Regions from separate parts of the Zea mays genome. Here regions 1 and 3 are each linked to region 2. The links are chromatin contacts, called in public Hi-C maps. All regions are on one chromosome and are shown on one strand. Each heading gives the region's core, a stretch centred on a gene start, on an enhancer-like site or on the middle of the called end of the contact. The rest is flanking DNA. Distances are from core to core; before and after follow the strand shown. Region 1 holds the start of LOC103641415 (cleavage and polyadenylation specificity factor subunit 6). Region 2 holds the start of LOC100286290. Region 3 holds the start of LOC100279405.

Region 1 (4,372 bases), core at 939-3,438, 270 kb before region 2:
AGGCCGTCGCCGACTCAGTTCTAGTGGCCTGGCTCTGAGCCGGGATGCCATGATCCGTGTCGTACTCCTCTCGGCGTCGAATCTCGTTCTCATGCCGCCGTTCGCGCGAAGCATTGATGGAGCTTCGCGCATCTCGGCGACTGTTGATGGCGTGTCGTAGATCGTTCGGTGGGTGAGCAAGCGGTAGAAGATGGTTGGCTGCCTGGGTGAACAGGCGTCGGTAGCCCTCAGCGTCGGGAGTCCGAGGAAGTCCATCAGCTATCCGAGCTAGTACCCCTCCGACTTCGCTCGGCGTGTTCATAGCTCGGGCGAAGTCGGGATTCAGGTTGCGCCCGAAGAATGGATTCTCCCGGCGTTGCCTTGCATCTTGCTCGGCTTGTTCCTGAGCCCGTCGGCGATCACATCGTCGGGAGTTCCTTCGCTCTCTGAAGACGCGTTCTTCCGGAGTCTCTCCTATCTCCGAGACCTCGTCTCGCGAGACAGGCTGCTCCGGATCTCGTTCTCCGGCCGCGTGATGTCGTCGAACGTTCCTGCGCCGATTCCTCCGTCGGCGGGATTCTCGTTGAGGCGGTTCTTCTCCGGGTGCGGTCGGCTCGTCGTCGGAGACGGTAGGCGACTCCACTCTCCCGATGAAGAGGACGTCGGGGTAGAATGGTGCTGCTGTCGTGGCGACCTTCTTTCCGTTCTCCTTTGAGGTCGGAGGAACGGAAAGAACAACTTGCTTCTCCCTGGTCTCCTTCTTCCTCGCGATCTGTGTCCATTCTTTTGTCGGGGAAGTAGACAGTGGAGTTTTCCGGGTCAGCAAGCCTTCGGCCCCCGACTTTCCGGAGACGATCTTTTTCCGAAGAGCTAGAGGTTGCGTTTCTTCGGCATTTTCGGAGTTCGTTGGAGGAGACTTCTTTTCCGGCGGATCCGCGATACGGTGTAGAATTCCCTCTTCATCCGCTACGGATGAGATTGTTCCGAAGCAGAATATGGATCCGGGACGCAGGGTGATCTTGTTGTAGAAGGTGACGGCCATTGAGCTAGCTTGGATCGTCGACACAGCCCCTACCTGGCGCGCCAGCTGTCGGTGTTTTGGGTCCGACCGCACACCCGGGGTTGCCCTTCAAGGTGTTTTTAGGAGTAGGACGGTGTCGACAACTGTAGCAAAATGGTTCGTGCCGATTGCACGAGGAACAGTGGACAAGGTTTACAGTTTCGGGCCGCTTAGAGATGTGTAACACCCTACGTCCTGGTGAGTATGCTTGGTGAATGTGGTTACAAGAGAGTTCTCTGGATTGAGAATGTAGAGAATTGACGTGGGTGGCTAAGTAATAGGGTCGATCGTTCTGAAGGGGTGCCCCCTAGGCCTTATATACTCGACCGTGGGGCAATACAAGTGGATATGATAACAACGAGTAGCTAAAAGATAGTGAACTGATTGAGTTTATCTCCATGTAATCCTGCCGACTTATCCTCGCATGGCTCCGCTGCATGGGGGCTCCAGCGCGGGAAAGTCGGATCTCTGTTGCGATCACTCGCTCGACGTTGTGGGCCATCCAGGTTTGCATCAATCTGGCCTCATGTCGCTCTGCTTTGCTGGTCGTCTCTCCCCAGGCCCACGAAAGAATGACCTTACGATTTATTGGGCCCTTGGGCCTTTCGTGAGGTCTTTTACTCTTTTAGTGGACCCGGGGGATATCCATCCCCCACAGTACCTTTTGTGCCGGTCTGCCTTTAATTCTCTTCGCAAACACACACTTGCATTTTTTGTTTAAGCAAGCGTGTATGGTGGTGCGTGCCTGATGACTAACGATGTACGACGGAACTTCTATCGGCAGGTGTGGCACGTGCTCTCTAATAATGAGACCATGCAAATCATGACATATATCGAAGTCTGCATGATACTGATGGTTGCAATGTAGTAGTGAAACAACTAAATTAAAATAACAAAATTTATGTATGGCTAGAATCACAAATGGATTATGAAATATTTTCTTATAACAATATAAGACACATTTTGTATATAAGTTATCATGGTATTATATGTTCCCGTTGCAACGCACGAGTACTGACCTAGTAAGAAATAAAGGCCTAACCCATCATCCATCTGCCGTCGCTTGGGCCCACGGCGCGCGCTCGTGCGGGACCGGGACGAGCGCGAGTGCTCCAGAAGTCGAGACTCGAGAAGCCGCAAGTGGGCTCTTCGGTCTCCGGCTCCAATTTCTATTTCTTTTACTATATATACTAAATATTATTTTCCATCTTCTTGCTCAGCTTCTTCCCCACCCACCCCCAATCTATTCCCTAACCCTAGTCGCCATGGACCGAGACGGCGACCCGGCGTTCCACCGGAACGAGGCCATCTCCGCCGTGCAGGACGTCGACCAGTACTACGGAGAGGACGACGATTTCGACGAGCTCTACAACGACGTCAACGTCGGCGACGTCTTCCTCCGCAACGCCCATCCGCCGCCGCCGCCCGCGCAGCAGAATCACCACCACCACCAGCAGCAGCTCCCTCCAACGCCCGCGCAGCAGAATCACCACCAGCAGCTCCCTCCAACGCCCGCGCAGCAGAATCACCACCACCAGCAGCAGCTCCCTCCTCCGCCCCTGTCGCAGCCGCTACAGGCCCCGCCTCATTCTCTCCCGCCGCCGCCGCCGCATGCTCCGCCCCAGCAGAAGGCCTACGCGCCTGCTGTTGCAGCGCCGGGTCCGAGTCAGCCGCCGCCTCAGACGAATCTCCCGCCGCCACCTTCTCATCCCCCATCCGCGTCCGTGCTTCTGCCGCCTCAGCACCACCAGGGCGACGGGTTCCACCGTCCTGGAGGGAACTACAGCGGTGGTCCTGTCGTTGTCGCCAACGGAGCCGGCTTTGGCGGGGGCGATGTCTCCGGCGGCACGACGCTGTTCGTCGGCGACCTCCACTGGTGGACTACCGACGCTGATCTGGAGGCTGAGCTCAGCAAGTATGGGACGGTGAAGGAGGTGAGGTTCTTCGACGAGAAGGCCAGCGGCAAGTCCAAGGGGTACTGCCAGGTCGACTTCTACGACCCTGGTGCCGCTGCTTCCTGCAAGGAGGGCATGAACGGCCACTCTTTTAATGGCCGTCCATGTGTTGTGGCATTCGCATCTCCCAACACTGTGCGTCGCATGGGCGAGGCGCAGGCGAAGTCCCAGCAGGCCTTGGCTGTACAGACATCATCACTGCAACCAAAGGGTGGTAGAGGGGGTGGTGGTTTCGGAATGCCTCATGCCGGTGGTAATTACAGTGGCGGACGTGGAGGTGCTGTATCAGGAGGCGGTGGTGGGAACTGGGGTAGAGGTGGTGGTGGTAGAGGCCCTATTGGTAATATGAGGAACAACAGAATGGGTCCGGCAGTTGGCCGTGGAATCGGGAATGGCATGGTTGCGCCGCCACCCCCAATGCTGCCTCAGGGAGGCATGCTGGGGCAGGGGTTTGATCCTGGTTATGGCGCCATGGGAAGGATGGGTGGTGGGTTTGGTAACTTCCCTGTTGGACCAGGTGCTGGGCCGTTTCCTGGGATGATGCAGCCATTTCCTCCAGTTGTTGCACCACACATAAACCCGGCCTTCTTTGGTCGTGGTGCGATGGGGGCTGGTGGGGTGGGGATGTGGCCTGATCCCGGCATGGGGGCTTGGGGTGTGGAAGAACAATCAAATTATGGGGATAATGCAGTGTCTGACCATCAATATGGGGAAGGGGGAGGCCATGGGAAGGAGAGGCCACCGGATAGGGAATGGTCTGGTGCACCAGAGAAGAGGCTGGACAGAGAGAAAGATATGCACCCTCAACAGGAGCAGCCGGAGAGGAGGCACCGGAATGAGCGTGACATGGGCCGAGAGAGAGATCGCAACTATGACAGAGACAGGGAAAGAGATCGTGACAGAGAGAGAGACCGAGACAGAGATAGGGACAGACACAGGGATGACAGAGATCGTTATGGTGATCATCACAGGCACAGGGACCGTGATTCAGAGCGTAATGAAGACTGGGACAGGGGGAGGTCATCTGGGAAACGCAGCAGGTCCAGGGAAGCTGACCATTCTAAACGTAGACGGATGACTGCTCAATAGTGTAGCTGGCTGAGCTACATCTAGTGTAGAGGCTATGACGTTCCAGGGCAGCGACCTCTTTGCACCCAGGCATTGTTCAGTAACAACCATCAACTGCTTACTGCTTGTAGCTGTGATGGCTTTCACTGCATATATCTCCGCGGTCTGTTGTAGCAATAATTTGAGATGTAAGTTATGCTTGATCTGATCTCTTGTTTGTTTTGGAATGTAACTCTTGAGTTGTTCTGTAAGGTAGTGATGTGGCATAGCGACATTGTCTGTTGTGGTAGGTTAGGACAAAAGCGTCCAC
Region 2 (4,219 bases), core at 295-2,794:
ACAACTACTATTTTCTTGAGCTCATGGTGAATAACCAGCGACCATAGCGTAGCCGGATGACCAACGCGATTATGCGACATTGGGAAGGGATCAAGGGAGTGAAAGGGGGGAGAAAGAATGAGTATTACCTTCAGAACGGTCGCCAGGAAGAATGCGAAGACGATGAGGCTGCCTGTCGTGTTCGTCAGCTGAGCAACATTCTAGAGAACGTGAGGCTCCCAAGGACGGCAAATAAGACGGGGCAGTGAACAACAGCTGGATGGCAGGATTTGCATTGTGGAGAAGCAATAAGACGAAGTAAAGGAATTCTGAATGACGTGGCCTAGCTAGTTTGCAAGCTAGGGTCCCTGGTTTAATATATAGGAATATATATACACACACAAAAACGCATCTAAATTATGCTTTCGTACAAATTAGTAAACCGGCCAAATTCAACAATGAAGCTCTGTATAATTAGTAACTCAATGAGATGAGCTACTAGTGTTAATATAATTCGTGGTCATAGATAGATAGCCAGAGTACCCCTTCCATAGCTATTATTTTAAATCAGAGTGAGTGTACATATTACTCTTTAATCTCTAGTAGCATATAACTTGTGGTAACGATAGGGGTGGCGGGATCGTGGGGATGAGAGATGAGGATTATCTAAATAATATTGTCTATTAAATTTAAGTGAGTAAATGAGAGAGAATTATCCAGTGATTTGAACCGTTTGTTTTGATGGTGTGTAATTCGTTTGATGGATTTAATAGAGGCTATATGTGTAGGAGTGATTTTGTTAGGTGGAAATTTCAAAATTTAAATCGGTGGATTATACGATGGTATAGATTATCCATAATTCGAGTATGGCCTAACAATGTTTGTAGGAGAATGGACAAGAACCTCAATCAGCGAAAAGCTTCATGGCCCCCCCTGCCTATTAGCTTTCAACCTTTGCACCGATCGAGCGGCCACTTGGATGGCGTCACCACCTTCCTCCTCCTCCTCCTCTTTTTGGCAGTCTCAGCCACAAATAATGCGAGCAACTTTAATCTGTGGGCAAATATAATTAATGGACATTGCTTTGCATACGACTCCCTCCCTCCCTCCCTCGCTGTATATGATCGATGAACAAGGACAGAGCGCCACATCCGATTAGCTTTGATGTCACTGTATGTGTGCCAGTCACCATATATAAAGTAGTGCACCCTCCCAGCAAAAGATTTCTGCATAAATTACGCCCTACATGCGTGCAATTAATAATAATCTTTACTCGACAAGTTAAAAGTGGTAACCGAAAGCAGGAGAATACAAAAAAAGGCAAGTTAAATAGGAGTATTCTCTTGGGAATTGAAAATAGGATAACAAGCTAAGTGTTGTGTACGTACAGGAACAGGAGAAAGGATCTACTTACAAATTTAAGCCAAGCACATGCCACCAAACTCTACTCGATCGATCCACAAGATTCTCAAAACTAAAAAAGAGAGAGAGAGAGAAAAATGGTTAGAATATAAAAATGCATGCACAGCTATAATATGGTGGACCATAGCGAAGTCTTCTCTCCAAGTCTCAGACGGGATGAGAGTATAGAGCTGTGTGCCTGACTATAAAAGGGGCCTCACCAACCCAGGCCTAGCAAACCAAACCAAACCAAAGCATCACAAGCAAGCAAGTAATATAAGCACTAACTAGCAAAGAAGAAGAGAACCCCGTCGAGCAAGACTAGAAGAGAGAGCAATAATCATGTACCACCACCATTTCCATGGCGAGGTGGCTAGCCTCCGCTTCCTGTCCCCTCCGAACGTCTCGACGTCCTTCGCGGCGCACCACCACATGAACATGGCACTGCCGCCTCCATCCTACTTCCAAGACGACGACGCTACCCTTGCAGCCATCGACGGCGGTGACGCGGCCTGTTTTGATGAGCTTGACACCATCGTCGTCGTCCCGGAAGCAGATGCCGCAGCCGCAGCCCGCTGCCACCTCACCGGCAGCAACAATGGCGGCTTGTCGGACTCCGACCAGCTGCTGGACGCTGCTGTGATTATGGCGGCCGACGAGGAGCGCCGGCGCCGGCGGATGGTGTCGAACCGGGAGTCGGCGCGGCGGTCGCGCATGCGCAAGCAGCGGCAGCTCAGCGAGCTGTGGGCGCAGGTCTCGCACCTCCGCGGCGCCAACCGCCGCCTCCTCGACGACCTCAACCGCGCGCTCAGGAGCTGCGCCGACGCCCGCCGGGAGAGCGCCAGGCTGAGGGAAGAGAAGGCCGAGCTGACGAAGAAGCTCGAGCAGCTGCTGCAGGCGGAGAAGGGCTCGTTATCGGAGGCGGCCGAGCCATGCAAGTCGTATTGCTGAATGACCAAGAAGATGGAGTTAATTAATTATCATCCGCCCGGGCGACCCAGTTTTTAGTCGAGAGGAGTTAATTATTTATATCTCGATAACTAATAAGAACATGCATGTGTGATGATCAAGCTAATTCTGTTCTATCTAGGGAGTTTTGGTACCCTAATTAAGGATAAGGATAAGTTAACGAGGATACTCCTATCATGGTATTACTACAAACATTGGCTAACGGGGCAACATCAGCAGTGGAAAAACGACAATGAAAGAACGAGAGCGACAGCCATAAGATGGAAGTGGAACCGTGCGGTTTTTTTTAAAAAAAAAAAACTGATTAATGGACTGCATATGCTGCAATCTATTTCAGTACGTACAGCATCAGAAGCAGAGCCTGTATCAGTATCAGACAAGTTTCAGTATATGTGTATCAAACAATCTTGTCTTGAACCGAACCACCAACATCCTATCCCATTCATTGAGATGCTTGTCGCACAGGATTCCAGTGAACCTAAATTCTGTGCATGCGCATGCGCATGTGCTGCATCACAAATATCTACGCCTATAATATGTTCTGTTCATCCAAAGGGAACATCAGATCAAGCTAGGACTGCTCGTTCATAGTAGCTTCTATTGGAGGCATGGCTTATGAGCTCATACACAGCTTCTCTCAGTTGCAGCAAAAAAGAGGCATTTCTCAGTCATCAAATGTAGATGTGAGCTATGCTATGCATGGCCAGGAACTCTTGACAGAGAGCAACAAGCCGCATAAAATCCAGTTGACCAGAAACGAGAGAGAAAAAAAATATGTGTGGCTCAAGATAGGAACGGCCCCTGGCACTGAGATGAGAGCAGAGCAAAACAAATGCGAGTGCAAGTGCGGCATCAGCTCAGGCTGTACGTGTGAACACGGGGGGAGTCAAAGGTCAGCAACCTGCGCGAGATGCTCACATCACAGGGCCCAAGCAACAGTGAACAAAAGACACCAGGCGCCGGTGGAAGAAGCACCAATGCACCATCATCCACCATGCCATGTCTCACAGTGCTGGCCATGGACCTGGAAGAAACAACTGGAAAGTACAAGAGGGCAGAGCACTTCAACAAACAGTCCCTCCCAGTCCCAGTCCCAGTCCCAGGAGGCGCCGTCTCACCTGCAACACCACAGTTGCATGAAGATAAGGAGTAGCTGATGCAGCTCAGGTGTGTTCACCCATCTGCTGCTCATCATGATTCCAATTACAGCCTGGAGCATTGCAATAATTGGCTCCATAGTGCTACGATCTTGGTACTGCAAACAGAATATCAGGAGACATGATGCTACTGCCCTAAAAATTACATCATTTCAGAAGAGAGGGAACCAGAAAATATGCAAAGGTCATGGATACGGCACCCATATCTCAGGTAAAAAGTTGAAACGTCCCTCAGGAGGAATAATATCGATATAGATATAGGCAAATGCATGGGTCTCAGTATACCTGTAAGCATGTCTACAAAACGAAAATTTGCCTTTGGTTCAAAACTGGATAAGGTTTTAACTTTGGCCTGTTGAAAATATACAAGCTCCAGGTCACTGATTTTAAGGATAACAGATACAGGTTAGTGACGCAAACTATGGTTCTTATCTGTCGGGTGGTCATGATGGATAGTTGCCACATGCCAGGAGTCAGATATTAATGAGGTGCCTAGTCATCTGGCATGGCTTCACCAGCCAGAGGTCGAGAAATGCCCTTCTCAGTAGAGCTCTTTTCTCGGCAAAATCTTGCTGGATCTGCAAACAACCTTGTAAACGGCCACCTGAAGGAGAAAAAAAAGATGGTTGCTGCAGTGAAACTTCAGATCAGCACTCCAAGATGCAAATTAATAGAACACCACCTGCTTAACCGGACGGTCTTTGATTCTATAA
Region 3 (3,822 bases), core at 832-3,331, 280 kb after region 2:
TGTCTGTCATCACTAAAATCAAGGGTAAGCTTAATTAAACTTTTTTTATTCCACTTACTAAACTGCAATAACAGAAAGCCAAAGAAGCTAGAACAATCTAAGACCCCAAGGATTTACTGCACAGTGGGTTCATTAAACATTTCTTCATTAGCAGAAGTAATTATGACCCAATTGAAGTTAACAAGAGCTAAGCAGCTACAGTACAATATTAACCGGCAAAACTAAACAACATTTTTGGTGCTGCCAAATTCTCACCTGATTGGATTTATCGTTTTCGAACTTGGGGTAGAATGTGGCCCTGATTAGGACCTCCGTGAAGGTGCTGTTGTCCACCTCAAAGCCCGGGGCAGACTCGAAGAGTCTCGAGAGCTTTTCACTCGCAAAGTAGCGATGCCCGAACAGTCCCCCGCGAATGTAGCCCCTAGGCACCCACAGCTGCCCTAAAAAAACTATCGTCTGGCCTAAAATTATATCACAATGATATCGGCTATGAAGGCAATCAAATTCAGTGACAATCAAATGCACTAAGTTTTTTTAGCACTCATGAGCATATGCTAATCACAAAAAATAAAATTGGAATTAACAAGTGAACACAATGCAGACACCCGCACTACCAAAACCCAGCAACTTCACTGCATTAGCCTGCTGCACCGCCACCATTCACACGACATAAATAAAGTCATAAAACATAGGTTAGGAGAAGATGCTACTGCAAATCAGTCCTACCACCATATACCAACTGAACTGACTAGCCCTACTAGGAGTACAATCCAATTGGGATGGGATGCCTTCCCTGCTAGCAACAGCATCAGAAAAGGCATAACTAACAATCCAAGGTGCCAATTGCTGCTAGGAGTCTCCATGGTCCCTCCTGGCCTTCTTGGGCGGCAAGGCACAGGCGCCGGCGACCGTGTCACGGAGCTGGCGCTGAGCGTCCTGCAGCATCCTGGCGTGGCGGGCGTCCGCCTCCTGCCACCCTCGCTCGATCTCCCACTGCACCTCCATGCGCCGCCTCTCCAGCCGCATGACACCCTCGCCGAAATCCCTCAGCACAGCCGACAGCTGTGCGACGGGCCGCCCAGAGGAGCCGCGGCGGCGGGCCATCTCCATGGCCTCCTCTTCGTCGTCCTTGGCCTTGACCGCCGCGGCGGCGGCTTTGGCCTGGAACGCCTCATAGGCCACCCTCTTGCGCGGGGGCGCGATGGACGGCGTGATGGAAGGCGGCGGCGGGTGGAGCTGCAGCTGCGGGTGGCGCGGGGCAAGGCCGGTGCCGAATTCCCGGATGATGCCGTTGATGCTCCGGGTGTTGTTGTTGCGTGGGGCGAGTTCTTCCTCCTCCTCGTTTTCCTCCTGCACGTCTTCTTCCTCTTCCTCTTCCTCCACCTCCTCTTCTTCCTCCTCTCCTTCTTCGTCGCCGTCGGCGGCAGGCGGAGAACCAGTCGCGGCCGGGTAGGCGGAAGACGCGACGGCGAGTGGCCCCCGTTCGAGGCGATCCATGCGGCGGAAGTAGGGCCAGAGCGAGGTGACGGGGCGGGCGCCCTCGGTGCGGTAGCGCTTGCGGAGCTTCTCGAGCTTGTGGCGGCACTGGGTGCCCGTCTTGCGCTGGGCGACGACCCCAGGGGTGGCAGCGCAGCGGGCGGCGACCTCGGCCGCCACCTCCTCCCACTGGTGCGCCTTGAGCTGGCCGCGGCGCAGCGCCGTCCAGCGCTCCTCGTACGCGTCGATGAGGTGCGTGGTCTCGACGTGCGACCAGGGCTGCGCCGGCGCGCTCTTCCTCGCTAGCGGCGGCGGGGGAGGCTCCTCGGCCATCGTATGCCTGTCTACCCGCGGCCTCGGTCACGGGAGGCTCAGATCTAGATCTGGGGGCGGGCGGCGATAAGGGTGGGGGTGAGGACGAGTAGTTGGGGGGCGGGGGCGGCGGCGGTGGAGGAGGATAAGGCGGGGGCTGGGTATGGGTGGTGGGCGGTTAGGTTTTTTCTGGGCGGTGGGGGCTGGATGTGCCATCGGACGGGCGGGCGGCGGCGGGTGGTGGCGGCGGTGCGGTTCACGTGGACGCGAGCGGCGCGCGGGCGCGGTGGCTACCACCTACCAGTACCAGTGCCAGACTGCCAGGTTCACTCGCACGCAAACGAGACGCGGAAAGGATCGGTGGACTCTGAAACCATAGAAGGCCAGGCCGGTGTTGGGTGGTGGCGCCGGCCCAACTTTGGAAGGACAGCGGGAGAGAGGCCTGCTACTTCTACAGCTCAATTAGGCTTCGCAATCTGCTTTTACAAAACAAAAAAAAACAAGGACATGTTAATTCATACTAGCTACTTTGTCCTAAAAGCTACTTTTCCTCTGGCATACAAGCTCTCGCTGTCTTTCAGCGATTGTAGTTGCAGAGGTAGGAAACTTTGGAAATTTATCACTGTCCTCCACGCAAAGAACTCGAGAAGGCCGTGTCGACAAGCTCACAAGCACCTCACCTTCGGCACACGTGCATATGCATCCCCTTGCCTCTGTCTCTGTCCTCTCCTATCCTCGAAGGTGAGCACAACTGCACAACCCCCCGCGAGCGCAAGCCCCCTACCCTCTACAACAGACAGCGTTTCAAGACGAAAAAAGAAGACAAAATTCCTTCAATATCATCCAAACTTATACCAATCTATTCAATGCCATCAGAATTTATAGCTTCCCTTTAATGCCATCGAATTTAAACTTTAATACCATTATCGTTAGTTTAAAGTTAACGTCGTTAGTTCAATTTAAAGTCAATCTCTTCAATGCCATTAAAATCTATATTGATCCCTTCAATGCTACTAGAAATTGGTTCAATATATTTAGGGTTTAAAATTCTAAAATCAAAAAATATGGATCAGATTTTTAAAATTCCACTATTTTTAAAAACTTAAGTATATACTTTTTTGTAAACCCCCAAAATTACTTCGCTATATCAGTTTGTTTTTAAAAAAACTTAAGTATGGACTGAAGTTTTTAAAAATCGTGGAATTTTAAAAATCTGATCTATATTTTTTTGGTTTTGAAATTTTTAAACCCTAAATAGATCGAATCAATTTCTAGTGGCATTGAAGGGATCAGTATAGATTTTAGTGGCATTGAAGAGATTGACTTTAAATTGAACTAACAGCATTAGCTCCAAACTAACGGTAATGATATTCAAGAGATTAAAATTTAAATTTGATGATATTAAAGGGAAGCTATAAATTCTGATGGCATTGAAGGAATTGATATAAATTTGAATGGCATTGAAAGGATTTTCTTAGAAAAGAACTAGGCAGAGATGGAGAATACAAGAGAGAGGGACAAAGACAGATTGACAGGTTGAGTTGATTGACACATGAGATTCACGGATAACTACTTTTCCAAAACGGTACATGTGTGCAACAAAAATGCCTTCTTCAAAATTCATAAACTACACCAGCTTTTCTAAAGTCCCTAGCTCACGACAAATCTTTCAACAGCTATAGCTTAACCAAGCAGGGTTTTTTATAATGGAAACAAAAAGTTTTAGCCTCTTATAATCTCCTGCGATCAGAAAATAACAACAATCCTGTTAGAGAATTAAGCATTATCAGTTTTAATTTAATCCAGAAAACCAGTGTGTGACAACATGTATGTGCATGTATGTATCACTACTCACATAATCAGTAAACAACAGTAAACATGCACAAATACGAAGAACAAAGTGTATCATGCGGAGGAAACCGATGCTCAAGACATCAGTGGCTCCATTCACATAAGACATCTTGTGTATATGTTCGATGTAGTCGTACACAGTCGATGTAGGCAGATGTACGCAGTGCAATCTCTCAAACGACG

What was found. A called contact is a pair of places that touch in the nucleus more often than the background predicts.
Region 1: a Hi-C map of endosperm shows a contact between it and region 2, with 1.8 times the contacts expected there. The contact joins the promoter of LOC103641415 here to the promoter of LOC100286290 in region 2. A contact is called at or near these places in 2 of 25 Hi-C or Micro-C datasets (endosperm and leaf).
Region 3: a Hi-C map of endosperm shows a contact between it and region 2, with 2.5 times the contacts expected there. The contact joins the promoter of LOC100279405 here to the promoter of LOC100286290 in region 2. A contact is called at or near these places in 3 of 25 Hi-C or Micro-C datasets (bundle sheath, ear and endosperm).

The regions. Positions count from the first base shown.
Region 1 is chr1:186,963,762-186,968,133 of Zm-B73-REFERENCE-NAM-5.0, reverse strand. It overlaps LOC103641415 (cleavage and polyadenylation specificity factor subunit 6), which reads left to right and starts at 2,188. Exons shown (of 2, transcript XM_008664770.4): 1 at 2,188-4,250. The coding sequence starts at 2,305. The coding sequence ends at 4,083.
Region 2 is chr1:186,692,689-186,696,907 of Zm-B73-REFERENCE-NAM-5.0, reverse strand. It overlaps LOC100286290, which reads left to right and starts at 1,544. Exons shown (of 1, transcript NM_001159177.2): 1 at 1,544-2,450. The coding sequence starts at 1,723. The coding sequence ends at 2,331. It overlaps LOC100381393, which reads right to left. Exons shown (of 5, transcript NM_001174235.2): 4 at 4,189-4,219; 5 at 3,827-4,110. The coding sequence ends at 3,999.
Region 3 is chr1:186,417,977-186,421,798 of Zm-B73-REFERENCE-NAM-5.0, reverse strand. It overlaps LOC100279405, which reads right to left and starts at 2,081. Exons shown (of 1, transcript NM_001152417.2): 1 at 530-2,081. The coding sequence starts at 1,809. The coding sequence ends at 850.